Linked DNA regions of Zea mays: all the other regions are linked to region 3. A link is a contact called in public Hi-C data. All regions are on one chromosome and are shown on one strand. The core of a region is the stretch at or near the end of the contact, and the rest is flanking DNA. Distances in the headings are between cores, read along the strand shown.

The links. Hi-C and Micro-C count contacts between places; a contact is called where the count stands out from the background.
Region 1: a contact with region 3 is called in a Hi-C map of leaf, with 4 times the contacts expected there. The contact joins the promoter of LOC100285069 here to the promoter of LOC100283889 in region 3. A contact is called at or near these places in 2 of 25 Hi-C or Micro-C datasets (ear and leaf).
Region 2: a Hi-C map of tassel shows a contact between it and region 3, with 1.9 times the contacts expected there. The contact joins the promoter of LOC100285384 here to the promoter of LOC100283889 in region 3. A contact is called at or near these places in 4 of 25 Hi-C or Micro-C datasets (ear, leaf and tassel).

What each region holds. Positions count from the first base shown.
Region 1 is chr5:213,780,860-213,783,559 of Zm-B73-REFERENCE-NAM-5.0, reverse strand. It overlaps LOC100285069 (endoglucanase 1), which reads right to left and starts at 1,365. Exons shown (of 5, transcript NM_001157964.2): 1 at 766-1,365; 2 at 407-619. The coding sequence starts at 1,020.
Region 2 is chr5:214,149,764-214,152,463 of Zm-B73-REFERENCE-NAM-5.0, reverse strand. LOC100285384 (metalloendoproteinase 1) reads left to right here and starts at 1,407. Exons shown (of 2, transcript NM_001158277.3): 1 at 1,407-1,911; 2 at 1,914-2,700. The coding sequence starts at 1,528. The coding sequence ends at 2,633.
Region 3 is chr5:214,000,449-214,003,148 of Zm-B73-REFERENCE-NAM-5.0, reverse strand. LOC100283889 (pyruvate dehydrogenase E1 component alpha subunit) reads left to right here and starts at 1,411. Exons shown (of 8, transcript NM_001156787.2): 1 at 1,411-2,150; 2 at 2,254-2,333; 3 at 2,693-2,700. The coding sequence starts at 1,469. LOC103627702 (E2F transcription factor-like E2FE) reads left to right here. Exons shown (of 12, transcript XM_020538689.1): 11 at 90-258; 12 at 349-783. The coding sequence ends at 103.

The DNA of each region.
Region 1 (2,700 bases), core at 116-2,615, 220 kb after region 3:
TACGTCAGCACTTTGCAAATGAATGGGGGTCGACCGATGCGCATGCCATGTGGATGGAACCGCACAACTTTTTTTTCGTACGTTCGATGGGTGGGCCACCTAACCTGGTTGTTGTTATTCGCCAGAGAGAAATATATATACTATAGTTGCGGCGGGTTGGAATGTTTGGGGGAAACGAATGAAGAAACCGGTGACTAATAAACTAGTAGTACTCGTATACAAGCGATAGTTGAATTGGTTTGTAGCTAGCTTCATCATGTTGTGTAACAGCTAGCTTTCGCACGAGGCCAAGTCACAGCGAACTGGTCTCTCTTTCTCTCTCGGCATGGGCATGGGCAGCATGACCAGGTGAGATTTCACGCGGTGTGTGGATGCATGGTGCAAGTACTGTAGTGTTGATGATTACCTCAGCCCACAGCTCATCGGGCCTGGTGTGCGCCTTGACGAAGTAGTCGGTGCCCCACTTGACGGCCTCGAGCGCGTGGCCGAGCTCGCCGGCCGCCGCGACGTCGGCGCCGTACTCGATCAGGCTCCACGACAGCATGGTGACGGTGAACGCCATGGGGAGCCCGAACTTGACGTGATCCCCGGCGTCGTAGTATCCGCCGACCAAGTCCACCTGTTGGCGCGCGCGATCGATCATCACCATCATCACCATCATCATCACGGAGAAGGAAAGAAAAAAAACGACAGCCATCTCGATCGATTCCGTGCACCGGCGCGCGGCGATCGTGGGAAAGCGATGGAATGGAGCCACCGACGTACCCCTTGCTCGAGGCCGTCGGTGAGGCCGGAGTGGTGGCGCCAGGTGACGCGCTGGCTGTGCGGGAGCCGGCCCGAGCGCTGCGCCTCGAAGTAGAGCAGGCTCTTCCGCAGCGCGTCCTCGTAGCTGTGCGCCTTCGCGTCGGCGCCACCGAGGACCAGCAGGAGAAGAAGCGCGACCCCGAGCCGGTGGCGCGGCGTCGCGGCGGCGCTCATTGCACGAGGAGAGTCCCCGCGCGCTGCTGCGCCCGCTCGCATGTGCGGCAGCGGTGGTGGATAGCCTCTCCGTGCCCTGCCTGCCTGCCTGCCTGCTGTGGCCCTGTAAGCTCTTCCTCCCTGCCGGCTGCCGCGCTCCGTGCGTGTGTGCGGGCGCGTGATCGGAGGACTGGCTCACCTCGCCGGCCTCCCTCTCGCCCTCCTCTGTTTACGAGCGGCGCGCGCGGGGATTATATCCTGGCTGGCTGCTGCGACCCCGCCCCGACACAAGCGCACGCACAGGCACAGCGTGTTGAATTGGTTCAGCCCTCCCCGGAGGGGATGCAATAGAATACTACTCGGGACTCGGCAACGGAGGGGTTGGGGGCCGGGCGAGGTGAGGTGTGTTTGGAGGGGGGTGGACTCGTTCGGGCAATTTGGCCTCCCTTGGCCTTTGTCTGCCCGCGCGCAGGCGGTTGGGGACGGAGCCTGACACGTATACTGCTCCTGCTCGGACGCAACGTCAGGCACGCGACAAATCGAAGCCCAGTCATCGGCATTCGGCAGCTTCACGTGCTCCTCTCCTCCACCTCCAGGCTTACGTTTACGCGGTGCCGGTGAGCGATTATCGGAAAATTCATGCGGTCACTTTTCACTGCTTGTGCTCGACCTCGACATGATCCCGTTTTGCTATTGGCGAGCGGCGACCCGATCCCGGCACATCTTGGGAAAAAATTTTTGTACATACCAGATGTAAACGTTATCTTTTACAGTCCCTCACATCTAGCAGTCGGAGCCTCATAAACACAGATCAAAATTTACAAAATAACTCTTTAATAATTTGTTTTTCTTTTATTTATACGGACCAGCAGCTGGTATATATATGAGCAGCTGGTATATATGAGGGGCTGTAAAAAAAATAGTAACATACGGTACGTAAAGAATTTTTTTCCACATCTTGTCGGTAACTGCGAGCATGTCTCGCCAGGATAGTTGCCTACACGCCCTGCCCTGCCGTCTTAAGTCAACCCATCCGCGTGGCGATGGCTGCCTTCCTTTAACAAAAATATGTAACGACACATACAAACATATGCATCGAGTAGACTAAAGGTCTGTTTGGCTACTTTGGTAATGTAAATTATTTGTACACGGTTTTTCTAAGAATCTGGAGAAGCGGATTGCACGGAGAATCAACTAGCGTGAAGAAGTCTAGCATTTGACATTTCTGAAATATCCAAAATGCCCCCCGAACTCATGTGCTCTTGGTTACCTGTATTTGTAACGTAAATTACATATGTAAACTTATTAGAGCTAGCAAAAGCTACCTGGCACCCAGCTCTCAACTTGTGACGATTAGTTCAAACGCTACGACTTCGTTCTCCATTCGCGCGCAGGTCGCAGGGTAGAATATACACCGGCACATGATAGTCAGTCTAGTAGAGTAGACTCGTATACTATATACACTAGCTGTCGCCTGTAGCCGCCTGTAGGTTGGACTCTCCCGGTTTTGCTACACACTGGCGATCGACCTGATCCCGGCACATTTTGTCGGTAACCGCGAGCATGTCTCGCCAGGTAGTTGGCCACACGCACAGCTCGGCAGTCTCATGGTAAAGCCTCGCTCACGTCTTTCTCAGCAGCTTGCCGTGTATATATACGTACGACGGACGACGCAGCTACCTATTTTTCGTGCGTGTACACGAAACTACTCGCCTAGCTAGCTAATATAGCCAGCGACTCCCC
Region 2 (2,700 bases), core at 158-2,657, 150 kb before region 3:
AACAACTACTTGGCCCTTCAAACCTTATAAATAGAGTTTATGCAGGTTCGGGATCAACATTTTGGCTTCCCCACTTGGTATACACCCTATTAGACCTAAGAAAACATCAACCACTCATATCTAGTGACATAAAATAAGATTGGAAGTGATTTCTAATGATTCTCATAGAGTTTTTTATCTAGTAGCACTACTAATCATATTGAGTTGTAGGGTTCTTTTTACTCTTGGTGGCTATCTCCACTAGACTGTTTGGAGGCAATAATGAGGGATCGTTGTGCAGCTTTGGAGGTTATTGCTGACTTCGGTCATCATACTGTAAGGAGATCTTATGGTTATCCATGCGGGAGATCCACAATGACCAACAATGATGATATTGCGGCTTGTTACATTGGAGTGTCTTGTTAGAGTGATTACTATGGCGTCCTATGGGTTTGGCTTGTTACGCCAAATAAGCACATGAATCTTCTAGTTTGGGATCACTACAATGAGTATGTAGGTTGGTAGCAAGCAACCAAACCACGTCGTCTGTCCATATGGTTTGCACTCCAAGCTATCCTTGCTAATACATATACTTATTGCAAGATCATTAATTATCATATATCTATTTTTTAGCACATATATAGCTTGTTATATACTTATATATTATTCACAGTCTACTGGTTTGGTTAGGGAAATAGCCTTGATTAAACATAACACAAGTAATTATTTCCACATATCAAATATATTGGCCCCATTTGTAACTATTAGGTTTATAAGAAAAAAATTATAGCCTATTCAACCTACTTCTATCCATCTAGATCTTTTTGATTAGTAATGAAACGATTTAACATTATAGGATAGGAGTTTACACATACCTAATAAGGCCTAGTTTATCTCTACACAGAAGTGGAGAATAGACTGCCACGGCGCCACTGTTACCTCTATCGGCACCAACCATCGGATTTTGATCTCCTACAACGATTTTCCCTCAAACCATAAGACACATATCTAAAATTTATAAGGTATAGTTGTTAGAGTTACATGTTAAGATCATATAACATTAACAGCGATTAAAATAAATGTTACCCGGCGCCGGCCTTGGCAGCCTACGACCGTTTTCTGTTCTTGAACACCAATCGAGCCGCACGCCGGAAACCAACGAAGCAGAAGCTTCTCTGGCCGGTGAGTAGTGTACAAAAGCAAAACGCATTTTTTTTCTATTCTAAAACCCTCTCAGTCTCACTTCACGCCGATCGCAGCCGTGGTACGACAGCAACTCGCAACAGACACAAGGCCACATCCTCTCTTGCCGCCCTTGAGTCTTGACCAAAGGAGCTCACTGAACCACACGCACAGAGCTGCGACGTCTCGACTCGAAAGAAAGGGCTCTGTTCCCGTTAGCCACCCGGACCCGGCTCCGCGTACCTGCCGGCCGGCTGACCACGCTGCCCGTGAGCTATCGGGTAGCGAGCCTTAAAGCTTACGTGACAGCTCGGTTTGCTGTGTGTTCTCTGCGCGGTCGGCCCGGCGAACTTCCTCTGGTTCCTGATGATGGATGTATCGCAAGTTGCCGCAGCCGTGGCGCTGATGGCGTTCGCGGTCGCGTTTCCGGCGTCGGCCTTCCCGTCCGGCTTCCCGCCTGGGACGCCACCAGCGTTCCCGAATCCGTGGGCGGCGTTCCAGAACCTGTCTGGCTGTCACATGGGGGAGGAGCGGCAGGGCTTGGCCGGGCTCAAGGACTACCTCAGCCACTTCGGCTACCTCCCGCCGCCGCCGCCGTCGTCCCCCTTCAGCGACGCGTTCGACCAGAACCTGGAGGCGGCCATCGCGACGTACCAGCGCAACTTCGGGCTCAACGCCACCGGCGCGCTGGACCCGTCCACCGTCTCGCAGATGGTCGCGCCTCGCTGCGGCGTGGCCGACGTCATCAACGGTCCACCATGGCGAGGAGCTCCTCCGCCGACGCCCACGGCAGGCACCTGTACGCCTACTTCCCCGGGGGGCCGACGTGGCCGCCGTTCAGGCGGGACCTCAAGTACGCGATCACCGCGACCTCGGCGGCCGCGTCCATCGACCGGTCCACGTTGAGCGACGTCTTCGCGCGCGCCTTCTCCCGGTGGGCCGCCGCCACCAACCTGCGGTTCGCGGAGACCGCGTCGGAGTCCGACGCCGACATCACCATCGGCTTCTACTCGGGCTCGCACGGCGACGGCGAGCCGTTCGACGGGCCCCTGGGCACCCTCGCGCACGCCTTCTCGCCCACGGACGGCCGGTTCCACCTGGACGCCGCGGAGGCGTGGGTGGCCGGCAGCGACGTGTCACGCTCGTCGGCGACCGGGGCGGTGGACCTAGAGTCCGTGGCGGTGCACGAGATCGGCCACCTACTGGGGCTCGGCCACTCCTCGGTGCCGGACGCCATCATGTACCCGACGATCCGGACGGGGACGAGGAAGGTGGAGCTGGAGGCCGACGACGTCCAGGGGATACAGAGCCTGTACGGGAGCAACCCCAATTTCAAGGGCGCGACCCCGACTTCGCCGGCGACGAGCAGCCGCGAGATGGACAGTAGCGCCGGCGCCGGATGCCGACCAGATAGAGTCTTCGTCGGAGTAGTTGCGGTTGCGGCAGTTGGCCTGCTCCTCCTAGTCCTCTAGTGCCGTAGACCTCTAGTGTTCGCCATTTTTTTTTTTTTTTTGGCCACGTCCTTCCTTGTATCGATTT
Region 3 (2,700 bases), core at 162-2,661:
AAATTCTGTTCAAATTATATTTCAGATACAATCACAATGTCATCAATTCTTTCCTTTCCGCTGTGATCATAATTCTTGCTACAATTCAGATGCTACAAAATAGGGAAAGCCTCGAGGCCTGGCCTGTAGATGTCTGTACTCAGATTATGCAAAGCCAGCTGATCCCATCGTCTTGCTTTAATTTAACCGTAAAGACAATTATGGTCGCGTAACGACACCAGGACTCCAGGAGTACATAGGAGTGGTGGTCTCAGCATGGTGAGCCCTACTGTTTTGGTCAGTTTCATTTACTCAAAAATCACATAGTTTTTTTTTTGCATTGAATTAGTCACCATCATTTGCTTTCAGGTCTACAGTACAAGCAAGAGTTTCAGGCTGCAAAATTGTGATCCCAATATTTTGGTTGTATGGGTTGTTGTCAGTGTTTGGGGAATACCATATCTCCAAAGGACATCAAGACGTATTCAAATATCCCTGTAACTGTCATGCGCTAGATGCCTTGACCCACCGAGCGCTATGCAAAGCTTGAGAAGGATGGTTCGTCGAAACATGTCCCAAGTGATTGACTCCTCGCCATTGCTTGGGTTGTTCTGAATAAATATGTTTAGTTGGCTACTTGCCTTTTGGTTTGTCTAGCTAACACAATTTAAATCAAATATTTCCCCAACGTCATCGACAGGAACACTGTATCTACTGACCATTCGTGATTTTTTTTCTTGGACTATGGAGAGCATCTGAGCTACAAAGCTGTTCTCTTGGCTACAACTTGATATATCAAATTGATTTTGTTTGTCCCTTAGTAAATTTCAGATCTTAGTGCAGATAATGATGCGCTAATCTATTTACAGTTGCAGCCACTTGCGCTACTAATTTTCCAAGAATGAAAAAAACACACTGTCCTGCTTTAAACATAATTCTGCTAACTAGCAACATGTTTCATAATCGAAGAAAACCTGTGGAGAGGAGATACCATGCGAAAATAGTATTAGAATGTCAATCAGATGCACTTGTTCTCCAAATAAAATGCTGTTGTCAGTTGTCGTGTGTCATTTGTTAACCATATTGCAAATCTATTGGGATGTATTATTATTATATTATACGGAGTAACATATACTAGTTCTTTATTACTCCCTCCGTTTCTTTTTATTTGTCGCTGGATAGTGCAAAATTGCACTATCCAGCGACAAATAAAAAGAAACGGAGGAAGTAGTACGTATCAGTTAAATGTCGAACCAATTTACAGAATCGCGCACGACCGCACGCACGGGACAATCTCGGTCTGCGCCGCCAGCCTGTCAAGTTCAGCGGCTGCAGGCCAACCAACCCAGCTCCTTGTCAAGAATGCAACAACTACGCGAATAAAAATCTCGCGTCTTTCTTCCTCCATTCCTCCTCTCCCTCTCCCTCTCCACGGCCCACGCCCACGCCCACCGCCCCATCCACCCCGAAACCCTAGCGGATCGTCGCCATGGCCGCGGCCGCGCTCCTTCGCCGCATCCCCGCCGCGCGGGCCCCGGCCACGGCCTTCATGGCGGCGCGTCCGGTCTCCGATTCCACGGCGGCGCTCACCATCGAGACATCTGTCCCTTTCACCTCCCACCTCGTCGACCCGCCCTCGCGCGATGTCACCACCACCCCCGCCGAGCTCGTCACCTTCTTCCGCGACATGTCCCTCATGCGCCGCATGGAGATCGCCGCCGACTCCCTCTATAAGGCCAAGCTCATCCGCGGGTTCTGCCACCTCTACGACGGCCAGGAGGCCGTCGCCGTCGGCATGGAGGCCGCCATCACCCGCTCCGATTCCATCATCACCGCCTACCGCGACCACTGTACCTACCTTGCCCGAGGAGGTGACCTCGTCTCCGCCTTCTCCGAGCTGATGGGCCGCGAGGCCGGCTGCTCCCGCGGGAAGGGTGGATCCATGCATTTCTATAAGAAGGATGCCAATTTCTATGGCGGGCACGGCATCGTCGGCGCGCAGGTGCCCCTCGGATGCGGCCTAGCCTTCGCTCAGAAGTACAAGAAGGAGGAGACGGCCACGTTTGCGCTCTATGGTGACGGTGCGGCTAACCAGGGACAGCTCTTTGAGGCTCTCAACATTTCGGCCCTCTGGAAGCTGCCCGCCATATTGGTTTGCGAGAACAACCATTGTGAGTTCGTGCATCAGTTCCGGGAAACGGGGTTACATCGTGAAAATCTGATTGTTCATCATGAGAAATATGACGTGATCTGGGTTTGATTTCTGTTGTATAGATGGTATGGGAACAGCGGAATGGAGGGCAGCGAAGAGTCCTGCTTACTACAAGCGTGGCGACTATGTGCCTGGATTGAAGGTAATTATTCTTTTAGTTTGCTCGCATTGTTCACAATAGCTGGCTGGTATGATAAATTTTGTTTCTCTTTATGGTATGTTTGATTGTTTATGGTGGTTTTATATGGGGCCTTCGACTTTAGGTTCTCTGTGTTGCAACTTTTAGTTGCTCAATAGGGCTTGTTCATTGATCAAAGTATACAGGCATACAGTTGAGTGAGGATGGCATACGGTTGAGTGGAAAAGGCATCTTGTATTGATTTGCAATTATAATGATGTATTCTTGACTTTGACTGTTAAGGGAATAGCTTAAGCTTGGATCTCATGTTGGCATTACTTTTAGTGTTTGCTACACACATAACTAAATTGTAATTCATGCAGGTTGATGG